Linked DNA regions of Sus scrofa: region 1 is linked to region 2. The links are chromatin contacts, called in public HiChIP or PLAC-seq maps. All regions are on one chromosome and are shown on one strand. The core of a region is the stretch at or near the end of the contact, and the rest is flanking DNA. Distances in the headings are between cores, read along the strand shown.

Region 1 (7,007 bases), core at 778-3,277, 770 kb before region 2:
TCTCCACCTATAAGATGGGTGTACCTCTCTGAGGTTGGGAAAATAAAATCAGATAATAAATTCTTCCGTTGGTTCATTCAGCCACTGTTGACTGGTCCATGCTCTGTGTCAATGTGCTGGGAAGAGGGGAATGGGTAAGACATAGGCTCGCGCTCCAGAGGCTTGACTTCTAATGGAGAAATAGGGAAATAAATAGAAACACTGGCACAGAACTAAACTTTCCAACAGATACTTTCACATTTACTAACTCCCTTAAGTCATCTCATGGGAGGTGGAAACGAATTACACCCATTTGACAGATGAAGAAACTGAGGGCCATGAAGGGATTTGCCCTTCCTGGCATTCCTACATTGCATTGTACGTAATTCCATCACAGTCCTTAGCCCTCTCTCTATTAGGGCTGGAGGTGCACATGTTGAGCGCCCTCCATCCCCCCTGCAAACTTTAAGCTCTCTATGGGCAGGGCTAACTTCTCATGAGTCTGTTGACCAACTAGCCTCAAGCCCAAGCTTGGCACATAGTAATAGAGGATTGGCAGGCAGAGGGAGTGGTGGGAGGAACGCAGCTCAAAGTTCTGGGGTATCAGCCAAGTGCGGGCTTGGCTTCTCACCTCTACTACAAAACTTGGGTGCTGTGCATATTCACATATCTGTTACATATGTGCCAGGGGCTGAGATGAGTTATGGGATTTGCCCAAGGTCACTTTGAGAGTAATCTGAGAAATTTCAAACTCACACATGGTGCAGAAAAGATAATGTGTATATTGGGGTGGGTTGAAGTGGCTGGAGTGTCCAGCAGTCTAAAGCCAGAACTAGAGCAAATCTCCCGTAAAGCATTTGGCTGGTCCCTGGAAGCATCTTTATCCACCAGAGCCCAATCCTGCACTTAGGCCTTTACTTGTATCTGTGTTTCTTTCACTGTACCCTCTCAAGACTGTTGGTGAGTACTTACTGAATAAATGCTTGAATGGGAGAGCAAGGGCAGGCAGAGATCATCACAAATGCTGAACCCTCCCTTTGTGCCAGTGAAATACTGATGCCAGTGAAATTTTGATGCTTTCTTTTTTCATCCTCTCAACGTCATGATGAAGTAAGCACTCCGATTGCTCCAGGTTTCAGAGAGAAACTGAGGCTTTAAAATGTTGGGTCTTAGGAGTTCTCATCTTGGCTCAGCAGAAACGAATCTGGCTAGTATCCATGAGGATGTGAGTTCCATCCCTGGCCCTGCTCAGGGGGTTAAAGATCCCGCGTTACTGTGAGCTGTGGTGCAGGTTGCAGACTCGGCTCAGGTTTGGTGTTGCTGTGGCTGTGGCATAGGCCAGCGGCTACAGCTCCAATTCGACCCCTATCCTGGGAGCCTCCATATGCCGTGGGTGTGGCCCTAAAAAGACAAAAAAAAAAAAAAAAAAAAAAAGTGGGGTCTTGGCCTGAAGTCACAAAGGTGCTAAGTGGCTTTGAATCCGGCCTATATTTCAGCTTGATTACCCATTTTTTTTTTTTTTTTTTTTTTTTTTTTTTTTTTTTTTTTTTTTTTTTTTTTTGGCCTGCATTGATTCCAGTTGATCAGCCCCCCCCCCCCCCTCCAGCCTTCTGCACCCACCCAGCTATCACCGTCTTCCCAACAACGCCCCTTGGAATTACCCCCACCATTACTTTAATGTGCATGTATGCATGAATAAATCATGGCTCCCAAACTCTGGGAAGTGAACCCACACAAGACCACAGCAGTGTTCCCTCCTGGCCAGGGATGTTTTCCGATCACTTACTGCTCTAACTGTATATGAAATATCCCTCTGTCCATTGTTCCCCTGGCAGAGTCAGAGAGTATCCCCCTGGAGGATCCAAAGACGAAGGCTGATAGTTGAGGGTGTAGATTAGCCCCTAGTCTGAGAGCTACTGGCTGCAAGAATCCCTGGTGAATCCCAGCATAACACCAATGGGAGAAGTCTTGAGACATCAGGCCAAGTAGAAGAGAGGGCAATAGACAGGAACTTGGGACCTGAGAGAGTCGTGAGTCAGCAGCGTATGGTGGCTGCCAAAAGAAAGAATGTAAACTCTGGTTGTATCACTAGGAGGGTAGTGTCAAATAACAAGGTGACATTGCACTTCCTCCTTGGTCAGCCTGGAGCTGGACTGCAAGGTTAAGGTCTGGTTCCACATTTTTAGATTATCATAGTCAAACTGGAACTTGTTCAAAAGCACGCAGAACCAGGACACAAAAGGGAATGGCGTTGTCATCCTGGTAAGCGGAAGGACCTCATTTCTTTTCCGGAGGAAGAGAAGAGGTGAGGAAGTTGGGAGAGTAGGCCTACCAGCCCCCTCTGCTACATGCCACGCTCGGGCTAGATGCTTTTTTCTAGAGGTTTTCTAGTAGATTTCTTCTGCCTGACCCACCGCGGAAAAGGGGACTCAAGCAAAGATATAATAGGAAGCTACATTTGGACTCATGCTCGATGGTCTTTCTACCAGTAAAAAAGAAGGAAGTAATTTTGAAGAGCAAAAGAAACATCCCATCTTTCTTTGTGTGACCTCTTGCGAGTTACCCAGCTTTCAGAGCCCCAGTTTCCCATCTGAAGGATGCCCATGGGGTCCATGAGGATCCAATAGCCTGCGGGCTATGGGAGCAGTGCAGTGGGATGGTCACACACATGGCCCCAGGACTCAGACTGCTGGGACTTGAACCTCAGTGCAGGGTGACCTTTGATTTATTTTGCCTTTTCAGTACTTCAGTTTCCTCCTCTGCAAAATGGGGTTAATATGTATAAGGCACTCAGAACTGTATCTGTCAATAAAGTTAGCCACCATCATCCTCACCCTCACTCTGTATGAAAGTGACTGTCATAGGAGTTCCCGTCGTGGCGCAGTGGTTAACGAATCCGACTAGGAACCATGAGGTTGCGGGTTCGATCCCTGCCCTTGCTCAGTGGGTTAACGATCCGGCGTTGCCGTGAGCTGTGGTGTAGGGTGCAGACTCGGCTCGATCCCGCGTTGCTGTGGCTCTGGCGTAGGCCGGTGGCTACAGCTCCGATTGGACCCCTAGCCTGGGAACCTCCATATGCCGCGGGAGCGGCCCAAGAAATAGCAACAACAACCAAAAAAAAGACAAAAAAAAAAAAAAAAAAGAAAGTGACTGTCATAATATTTAGGATATATGGAATGCTTCCTCTTTCTCTCCTTCCCCTTCCCTCTTCCACCAGAGAACTCTTTCAGGGTGTCTCTGGGGGTACAGAGTCTTTTCATTTCTAGACTTCTGGAGAATGTTTCCAAACAGTGCAACATCTGTTTGTATAGATTCAAAAGCAGCTACCTACCTCGATCTAAATACTGTCTTCGTGAAGAGGCAGAGGAAAAAGAAAGCCAACCCCCGACTATTAGAAGTTTCCCGTTCTTGGAGTTCCCATTGTGGCTCAGTGGTAATGAACCTGATTCATGAGGATGTGGATTCGATCCCTGGCCTCCCTCAGTGAGTTAAGGATCCGGCATGGCCATGAGCTGTGATGTAGGTTGCAGACGTGGCTCGGATCTGTCATTGCTGTGGCTGTGGTGTAGGCTGGCAGCTTCAGCTCCTTTTGATCCCTCGCCTGAGAACTTCCACATGCTGCAAGTGCAATCCTTAAAAAAAAGAAAAAGAAAAAGAAAAGAAGGAAGTTTCCCATTCTTAGGGTATTTTACAGATCTCCTGCCTTCATTACTTCACTCAGTGCATAACTTGGTAGGTAGAAAGAAGTGATGAGGAAAGCAAGGCTCAGAGAGGTTCTCTGACTCACCCAGGACCACAAAAACCTGAGTAGGTGAGGCAGGACTTGAATTCAAGGCTTTCTGATTCTAAATGGCAGCATGTTTATCAAGCATTGCCCAGTCCCTGGCCCCTGGCCCCACACATCCTCCCAGCCTGGGTATTCTGCTTCAGGGTGCGTGAGAAGGTCACCCCGCCAGGCTCCAAACCTTGAAACCAAATCCCTGTAGTGTTGGAGAGGACGGAAGAGGAGGGATGAGTCTAGAACCTCGGATGTCTCTGCCCGGAGCCTGAGTCCTTAAAACTGGAGACCTGACCTGGGCTGCCCTCTGTTTTCAGGTGGCTGAGGTGGCTGAGACCAGTACTAAACAACTAATGCTGGAGTTCCCTGGTGGCATATAGGTTAAGGATCTGGTGTTGTTAATGCTGTGGTGAGGATTTAATCCCTGGCCCAGGAACTTCTGCAGGCTGCGGGCACAACCAAGGGAAAAAAAAAAAAAAAAAAAAAAAAAGAGCCTGCCCTGTACCTCTTCCCACATTCTCCAACAGAACTTTGTGTGACAGTCTTCTACCTGTGCTAGCCAATACAGGAGCCACTAGCAACCTGGGGCTCTTGAGCACTTGTGTCTGAGCCATCATCACCCCTGTTTTATAGCTCAGTCAGGGAGCTTATTGGCAAATTGTGTTGCCAGGACTCAAACCATCCTGTCTTTCCCCAAAGCCAAGCCCTTCCTTCGACACCACACTAGCCTCTTGTCCTACTCCCCAGGAAGGGTCCGTGCACCCTCCTGAACCCAGACAGGTGATTGGGTCATGTCTGCCTGTGCAGGGAGGCCTCCCTTCCTGCCTGGCTCCACCTGGACCCAGCTCCAGAAGCCACCTGTGTTGTTCTACTGATAACAGTGTTTGTCCTTCCAAAGCCAGGGCCATAAAAGGCAGCTTTCAAAGTCACTGCTGCAGAAATGTCAACATGAGGGGAGGCCTGTCATAGTTTCTGAAGTGGAATGTCACCTCTGGGCTGCCTCAAAACCTGCCAGAAAGATCTTCGATGTCCAGGAGCTGGGAGTCTAGACTTGTTTCGACCACAAACATACTGTCCTGCCCTGGGCATGTTGCCTGCTTTCTCTGGGTCTTGTTTTTGTCACCAGTGTAAGGAGAAGGTTGGCCTTGAAGACCTTAATGGCTACTTCTGTCCCTAAAATGTTTAACATCCTCTGCTCTGGATCCTGGGGGGGCGTCACTCAAATTCCCCAGGTCATGACTATGCAATGCTTTATGTTAGTGACCTTCAGAACAAAACCAACCCCCAAACCTGGACCTGGATTTAAAAAAAAAAAAACAAAAAAAACACCCTCAACAATGTCACCATTGAAGCAGTAAAGCTACTCATTAATATCTCATAAAAAGTGATTTTGTGATTTTCTTAATGTATGAAAAATACATCCCCCACTCCCAACCCTGGGCCCAGAGCCCCAGAATATAAACCACAGTCAGACCACTAGGATTCTACAGAGCTCAGGTGTTTGGACAAATTGCCCGCACTTGAGCACACAAGGCAATTTTCTCGACTTTTAAAATGTCCTCCCTCCCCCTGTTCTCCCCCCCCCCCACCTTTTCTGGGGTTTTCACCCTTGCTTGTAACTTAAACCACAAATAAAGCTTTAAGCCTCTGGCTGTGAGGAGCGGAGTCACGGCTGCCAAGAACAGCATGGTTCACGTGGGCCCTTTTTCTGCAGCTCTGGAAAACAGCTCTGCAGAGGACAGGAGAATGTTCATTTTTCTCCTTTTCTATAATTGCAAAAAATACTGCCTTTTGTATGGGGTGGAGATGGGGGCAGATCGGTATCAATTTGTGGCAGGCAGAGAGAGATTGACTGTTTTAGGTAAATCAGAACCGAGCCATGGCAGCCCCAAAGATTCACATATTCCTTCCAGATGCACCCCCTAAGATCAACTTCCATTTAAGTCTTTTACTCTAGAACCTGGGACATATAGGTCTTTGCTACAGGCTTGCGGTTGATGGAATACACTTTTACCTGTTTTTTTTACTCTCAACACTGGGATAAGTTTTATAGCCTCATTTTGTAGCTGAGACTCTAAGAGCCAAGCCAACTCATTCATTTAGGGTTATTCCCAAGGTTACCTGATAGGGTGGTGTATGAACCCAGGCTGGCCTCTGGTTGGACTCCTAAACCCATGCTTTTTCTGTGTCAGCCTCTTGGTCACAAGGGCCAAAAAAATCACTGTGTTCTCAGCTTAGACGGAGCCCAGGGTCTTGGATAAGGCTGGTGGAACTAGACTTCTCCTCTCTAAGCACTCTCTCCCACGACTTCCAAAATTATCCTCGTGGGGATGATACTTACAACAGAAATGCCAGCTCAACCCTTCTTCCTGCTGCCTGCTGGACATCACTGCCTAGATATATGCTCAGTTCTCTGGACAGAGCATGGTGCATAGTTGGTGCTTATTATTAGTTAAATAAATATGGCAATGATGGTTGGCAGATACTATCCAAATCTGAACTCACCTTATCCACTGTTGGGTTCCCAGTGCCTAGGAAGGTCTCAGCAAATGGATGAATGAATGAATGGATGAATGAATAAATGGAGGCATGTATTTTCCCTTCTTCTACCCCCACCCCCATAGTTTACCATCTGGATTGCCTACTTCTAAAGGCACCGCCATCCCCTTCCAATTGCTCAAGCCAAAAGCCTGGGGCTTCCCCTTGAATACCCTTCTTTTATACAACTCATCAAATTGGCCACCACATCCTTTTAATTCTGCCTCTGTCTTTCCTGCCTATTCCCTCCTCTCCAAACCGGGACTTACAAACTTCTTACCTGTATTGTTCAAAACTGTGTTGGTTACAAAGAGCAAAATCTTCAACTTGCTTAAGCAAAAAGGGAAGATTTAAATCAGAAGAATATAGGGACAAATGGAGTTGCTGCTGTGATGCAGTGGATTAAGAATCAACTGCAGTAGCTTGGCTCTCTGCAGAGGCACAGGTTTGATCTCTGGCCCAGGAACATCCATATGCCATGACTGTGGCCATAATTTTTTTTTTAAAGAACATAGGGACAATTGAAAAATTGAAGTAAAACCAAACTACCAAACCCTGGAAGGGTAGAGTTGGCTGGAACTGGGGCGCTGATTCTGATAACTCTCTCCCGCTTCTATGTCCCTTTTCTGAGTCCCTTGACATACTGGTTTCATTATCTCTCACCAGCTTCCTCCATATCATAGCAACGTGGATGCTTATAGACTCCCATCTA
Region 2 (7,151 bases), core at 1,608-4,107:
GGTAATGCATGTAAGGCGTATAGGGATTCAGTTAGTGGTGCTACTGTGGTAATGATTTTTGAAAAAGACAGGCATGAACATGCAGGGAGTACCCAACACTCAAAAGCAGAGAGGCTGGTCATGAAAAGAGAAGGCTCTGGATCCTCTAGTAGAGGATAGTACTAGTAGAATTCCTTTTTACGAATTAAGCCTCTAGTCACCTTGGCCCTATGACCTTGGATCTAAATCTTTTCGGCATCTAGTTTCCTGATCTGTTAAATAGGACTGGTAATTGCGCCTACGTCTATGCTTGTTATGAAGAGGCAATGCTGGTAAACCAGAAAAAATAGAAAGTGCTTAATACAGTTAACTTTTTGTTACTCTTATCTCCTGCCTATCAGTGGGAAGATTCTTCCCCTCAGTCAGGGGGAGGAGGATTGGCAGCACAGCCAGAGCCCCAGCCCACCCCAGCCTGCAGGGTCTAGAGCATGAGACGAAAGAAGATCAAAACTTAAGAAGGGAAACTGAGGCAGAAGCCTGGTTTTTTTTTTTTTTAAGTTTTATTGAAATACAGCTGGGAGTTCCCCTTGTGGCACAGCAGAAGCAAATCCGACCAGGAACCATGAGGTTGCGAGTTCGATCCCTGGTCTCTCTCAGTGGGTTAAGGATCCATCGTTGCCATGAGCTGTGGTGTAGGTCACAGATGTGACTCAGATCTGGCATTGCTGTGGCTGTAGCATAGGCCGGCAGCTACAGCTCTCATTAGACCCCTAGCCTGAGAACCTCCATATGCCACAGGTACAACCCTAAAAAGATAAAAAGACAAAAAAAGAAAAAAAAAAGAAATACTGTTGACTTACAATGTTGCAATAATTTCTACTGTACAACAGAGTGATTGAGTTATACATATACACACATCCATTCTTTTTCAGGTGTTTCCCCATTATGGGTTATCACAGAATATTGGGTAGAGTTCCCTGTGCCATATAGAAGGTCCCCTTTGACCATCCCTTCCATGTACAATAGTGTACATATGCCAATCCCAAACCCCCAGTCCATCCCTCCCTCTCACCTTTCTCCTTTGGTGACCATAAGTTTGTTTTCTATGGTGAGTCTGTGTCTCCTTTTAAAATAAGTTCATTTGTATCGTTTTGTCCGAATCCATATATAAGTGACATCATATGATATTTAACTTTGTCTGACTTAGTATAATAATCTCTAGGTCTATCCATGTTGCTGTAAATGGCTTTATTTCATTCTTTCTTTATGGGTGAGTAATATTCCACTGTATATATGTACCACATCTTCTTCTTCCCTTTCTCTGTCAATGGACATTTAGGTTGCTTCCATGTCTTGGCTATTGTAAACAGTGCTGCTATGAACATTGGGGTGCATGTAACTTTTCAAATTGTGGTTTTCTCCAGCTATGTGCCCAGGAATAGGGTTATTGAATCATGTGGCATTTCTATTTTTAGTTTTTTAAAGGAACCTCCATACTGTTTTCCATAGTGGTTATAGCAATTTATGTTTGCACCAGTAGTGTAGGAGGGTTCCATTTAACTCTGTACTCTCTCCAGTATTTATTGTTTGTAGACATTTTGATGATGGCCAGTCTAACCAGTGTGAGCTGATACTTTATTGTAGTTTTTATTTGCATTTCTCTAGTAATTAGTGATGTGGAACATCTTTTCATTTATTTTGCCACCTGTAGGTCTTCTGTGGAGAAATGTATTTTTAGATCTTCTGCCTATTTTCGATTGTGTTGTTGGCTTTCTAATATATGTGTGTGTGTGTGTGTATATATATATATATATATATATATATATATTTTTTTTTTTTTTTTTTTGGTCTTTTTAGGGCCGCACCCACAGCATGTGGAGTTTCCCAGTCTAGGGATCTAATCGGAGCTATAGCTGCTGGCCTATGCCACAGCCACAGCAACTCAGAATCTGAGCCACATCTGCAACCTACACCACAGCTCACGGCAATGCCAGACCCTTAACCCACTGAGCTAGGCCAGGGATCGAACCTGCAACCTCATGGTTCCTAGTCGGATTCTTTTCTGCTACACCATGTTGGGAACTCCAGCTTTTTAATATTGAGCTGCATGAGTTGTAGTATATTTTGGAGATTATTTCCTTGTTGGTTGCATTGTTTGCAGATATTTTCTCCCATTTTGTGGGTTGTCTTTATGTTTTATTTATAGTTTCCTCTGCTGTGCAAAAACTTTTAAGTTTAATTATGTCCCATTTATTCATTTTTGTTTTTATTTTAATTCCTCTAGGAGGTGGAGCTGAAAAAATATTGCTGTGATTGATTTATGTCAAAAAGTGTTCTACCTCTGTTTTCCTCTAATAAGAGTTTCATAGTATCTGGTCTAACATTTAGATCTTTAATCAATTTTGAGTTTATTTTTGTGTGTGGTGTTAGACAGCGTTCTAATTCCATTCTTTTACATGTAGCTGTCCAGTTTTCCCAGAACCACTTCTTGAAGAGACTGTCTTCTCTCCATTGTTTGTTCTTGCCTCCTTTGCCATAGATTAGTTGACAAGCCCGGTTTTTATTAATCAACCAAAATGATTAGAACAGAGAGAAAAACACTATTAAGGATGTCTGTCAGGATCTATCTACAATGATATGTCTCTTTTTAATTCTTAAAATAGTCCTGTTGCGTAGGTCCTGTTATTTTTAATTTTCGCCTAGTGAAACTGAGAGTCAGAGAGGTTAAGCGATTTGCCTAAGATCGCACAACAAACAAGTGGAAGAACTGGGATTTGAGCCCAGGACTGTCCAACTCCAAATCCCTAATGACATGCTATTAACATATGTCCTGCCTCTGTTGGGAATGACTCAGAGGCCAGGCGTGAGCAGGGTTGGAGGGGGTGACCCTGTTTCCCTGAGAGACCAGAGGAGGTGGAGGCGGGGGCAGGAGGCCTGGAGCTTACAGGCTGCATGTAAAAGTTTGGAAATTTTGCCCTGAAAGACAAGAGAGTGTTTTCAACTGAGGCCATTTTCAACTGTACCCTGTGTACTAGGCCAAGGGTAAACCAAAACACAGCCATAAATAGTACTCCCCGGAATTCTTGTCACCACAGCCCACTGTGCTTCTTCTGTTTGGAGATGACTGTTGAAAACAGTTCGCGTGAAAATGGCTGAATCTGTTACTGTTCCCAAAGTCAGTCACAGCCCATCTGAATGAGGTGTCTTGGGTGTGAATAGAGATGCAAGAATCATCAGCTGACCAGCCATTGTGGTGTCTCAACAGATGGCCTGCCCAAGAAACCCACATCCCTGGACCAGGGCCAGGCCTTCCTAAAGCCACTGCTTTGAAGGGACCCATCCTAGTTGAATGGGCATGCCTCACCTTCTTATAGAATATATATTTTTTATAGTCATCCTTATTCTAATTAAAAATGAGGTATCAAAGCTGGAATAGACTTTAACAAGTCATCTAATGCATTTAAAAAATGGAGACTTTTGCTTCCAAAGTGGGAGGTGCCAGTCCCAAGGTTATAGAGAGAAAATCTGAGACTAGATCTGGGCTTCTTGGAGTTCCCATTGTGGCTCAGTGGGTTAAAAACCCAGCTGAGGACCCATGAGGATATGGGTTCGATCCCTGGCCTGGCCTAGTGGGTTAAGGATCTGTCATTGCCATGAGCTGTGGCTTAGGTCTCAGATGAGGCTTGGATCCCGCATGGCTGTGGCTGTGGCATAGGCTGGCAGCTGCAGCTCCAATTGGACACCTAGCCTGGGAACTTCCAAATGCAGCTGTTAAAAAAAAGGGAAAAAAGAAAATAAAAAGAATCTAGGCCTCCTAATTCTTAGTCTAAAACACATCTAATGCTGTCCTCCTGAACCTTTCCATCACGGTTACAAACTTTCTGTCAGCCTCTCCAAAGGGCACGGCTCGGATGTGGGAAAGATGGGCAGAAGGTCATGTTTGTCCTGGATGCTCTCTACCTTCCGCTGTAGGTCTGTCCCCCCATTGCAGGATTTCCTCTCACCTGTCAAAACTAACTAGTCCTGTGGGCCCACCTGTCAAAACTAACTAGTCCTGTGGGCCCAAATCTAGCTCCTTGAGAAGCAGCTTCTGGGGTTTCTAGAGTTACTGCCGCTCACCTGCCCAGGACTTTTTCCTGCTTGGCAGTGCTGCCTCTTGAACAGTGGACAGGCCCCTGAGCCAGGAAGATACCTGGCTCAGCCCCTGTTGGGCGGTTTCCCAGGTGAGACACGGCCTCCCCGAGCATCAGTCCTCATCTCCAGGGGGCAGACGAGGAAGGGGAAAGGGACAAATGCGAACTGCTCACTTGATCACAAACTGAATTCTATAACCACCTTTACTTTTTAAACGTAGGCTATGTGAGATAGGTAGATACTGTCATCTCCATGTACAAATGAGGAACTAGTTTAGGAAGGCAAATCACTGAGTCAAAGCCACGTGGCCAGAAAGTAAGAGAGTTGGAATCTGAACCTGGATTTGTGTGAAAATCCAAAGTATAAGCTCTTTCAAGTTCAGCAGGCCAGAGAAGGTAAGATTAGTGTGTACACACACACACACACACACACACACACACACACACACACAGTGGAAGAGTGCTTTCTACACTTGAAGAGCCACCCTCCCATGGAGGATGATGAGATTGACAATTAACCACGAGTCCAGGCCAAGCATGAAATGGTTCCAACAGACCAGTGTTAACCTCTGGGGACATTTGACTTCCATTGGGAAGTCTGGGAACCAAGGCCGTTACTCAGAGAATCTACATACAAGGAGAGGAGTGGAGGAGATATTTCACGGCAAGGGTCCCTCAGCTAGTCTGGTAGTTCTTAACTTCATCAGAGGGCTATGGCAGGCAAAACCAGCTACGTAATTGGTGGGATACGGTACAAGATGAAAATGTGGGCCCCTGGCCGGGGGCAGGGAAATCACTCATGGCTGACAGGGGACCCCCAAGGGTTTCCAGCTTCCCATTTACCCACCCAGCTCTCCATAGCAATGGGGAGTAGTGGGGAGAGCCACTGCTTGCTCCACCCTGAGATACCTGTCTCATGACCTGGCCTGTGCATTCGGCTACTCTTCCCACCCCCACCCCCGCCCATGTAACCCTGTTGCCCCTCCAGGACTGCAAGGTCAGCAGTGGGGTTGTGAGTAAAGTGCCAGAAGGCAGGGAGCAGTTAGCCAAGAACTGGTCCTGGAAAGGGAAAGGCAGCCTCAGGGCCACCAGCACATGTTCCCTTGTCCCATCAGCCTGCATCCACAAAGCATACATTCAGAGATAAAGTGAAGACTTTCAAAACAGGGATTTCAGATCACCAGACCCCAAGCTTGAGCCCTTCCTGGTGTGGAGCCCCGGGGGACTCTGCAGGTGACATATCCTCACTGCAGGTCCTTAACAAAGTTTCACCAGTTCAAGAGAAATTAAAAAACAGGGCAGTATATGGACATTTTAACACAGCTAGATATAATCAGTTTAAGTGATTTCCCTATATTCTGAGATCATGGTAACCTCTTTTTTTTTTTAACCTTTTAATGCTAAAACTTCTTTTGTGTTATGACAGAATGTTCAGAGTAAATGGTGAGTAGTGTGAGGGGTTGTTTTAAGGTCTTCATATGGCAAAACAAGAAGCTGACAATTCTTTGTAGGTCTCCAGAGGTTGGATACTGTGGTGATCCAGAGTTGGGAACTCCTGAGCTGGGCTTCCAAGAAGATAGCCTTCCTGATTGTGTCAATGCAGCCTCTTCCCCAGCTGCTGGCATCAGAGAGGCCTACGGTTAGCAGTCATTGCATATTTTAGTATTTTCTAAGTATAGCTTTGCTTTTGTGAAGTCCACAGTCTGGTGGAGTCTGTGATAAGAGGCAACACAGAATAAGGGCATCAAAATCATAATTCAAAGTCTGAAACTTCTCAGTTACCTACGGCCCCAGAGAGATGATTTCTCTAAGACTCGCAGCAGCAACAGCTCCATAGAAGTAACAGCTCCATCCACCATGGATGACAACACACCCTGGACAGACCTAGCCCAGTCTTATGTCCTGATGTAATTATTATAATTTATCATTAAAAGCAACCAGAACTCAGAGTTCCTCTGTGGCTCAGCGGATTAAGGACCCAACGTTCTTTTGTTTGTGTTTGTTTTGTTTGTTTTTCTGTCTTTTCTAGGGCCGCTCCCATGGCATATGGAGGTTCCCAGGCTAGGGGTCTAATCAGAGCTGCTGCCGCCAGCCTCCGCCAGGGCCATAGCAATGCAGGATCCAAGCCGTGTCTTAGTTAAATAGCAACGCAGGATCCAAGCCGTGTCTTCACCCACACCACAGCTCACAGCAACACCGGATCCTTAACCCACTGAGTAAGGCCAGGGATTGAACCCACAACCTCATGGTTCCTAGTCAGATTTGTTAACCACTGTGCCATGATGGGAACTCCAAGGACCAAACATCCTTACTGCAGCAGCTCTGGCTGCTGCTGTGATACAGGTTCAGTCCCTGGGCTGGGACCTCTACATGCCACAGGTGAGGTATACCCCCCCCCAAAAAAAATGGTTAAAAAAAGTGTCCAGGACTCAAAGGAGAGTTTATTGGGTAATAAACTATGGCCACCCCTGTTAAAGGCCCCTTCATCTCTCTTGAGACAGCAAGCCCCACAGAGGCTGCCATTTCCCTGGGCAGGAACCCATGCTGGCCTGTTGAACCTCTGGTGACATGTATTGTGCCAGAGGCCTGGGCTGGGTAACAACCTAGAACCTCAAAGTTCCCCTTGCGGTGGTGAATCTGTGAATCCCAGCCCAGTGGCTCCCCATGTTGTGTTGTCTAATAAGAGCATCAAGTTGAAGGCTAAGCCACAATTTCACTTTTGATGAGGGAAAATACAGCAACACAGTGGTCCACTGAACTCTGGAAGAGACAGCAAGCAATGCCTTTGGGGGTTTGTAGCCTAAATGGTTTTACTCCAGAAGATGTGGAATCCCACATAAAGCAGAGAGCTGATTGCTGTTTCACCCATGTGTACAAAACCAACAATTATGGCATCTTTTCCATTAGAAGACCAGAGAGGCCTTCTCTAGACTACACATTGGTAGATTGGGCTTTGGAGGAGAAAAAGAAGGACGAAGAGAAAAATAACACATCACAGAGGTGTACGGTTTTGAAAGGTACAAAGTCCGTGCCATTTAA

What was found. HiChIP or PLAC-seq counts read pairs in DNA pulled down with a chosen protein or histone mark.
Region 1: a contact with region 2 is called in an H3K27ac HiChIP or PLAC-seq map of alveolar macrophages. The contact joins two enhancer-like sites. A contact is called at or near these places in 1 of 47 Hi-C or Micro-C datasets (embryonic fibroblasts) and 1 of 2 datasets of contacts at active chromatin or transcription factors (alveolar macrophages).

What each region holds. Positions count from the first base shown.
Region 1 is chr6:153,577,986-153,584,992 of Sscrofa11.1, reverse strand. No RefSeq gene overlaps it. Among named protein-coding and RNA genes, the nearest start is that of JUN, 100 kb to the left of the region's middle. Within about 2 kb of position 2,027, at least 16 of the 83 cell types and tissues checked have an H3K27ac peak or open chromatin away from gene starts, as enhancers often do. A contact at or near this core is called in alveolar macrophages, where this site is marked.
Region 2 is chr6:152,807,432-152,814,582 of Sscrofa11.1, reverse strand. All of the region lies in intron 14 of FGGY (FGGY carbohydrate kinase domain-containing protein), which reads left to right. Among named protein-coding and RNA genes, the nearest start is that of HOOK1, 100 kb to the right of the region's middle. Within about 2 kb of position 2,857, at least 9 of the 83 cell types and tissues checked have an H3K27ac peak or open chromatin away from gene starts, as enhancers often do. A contact at or near this core is called in alveolar macrophages, where this site is marked.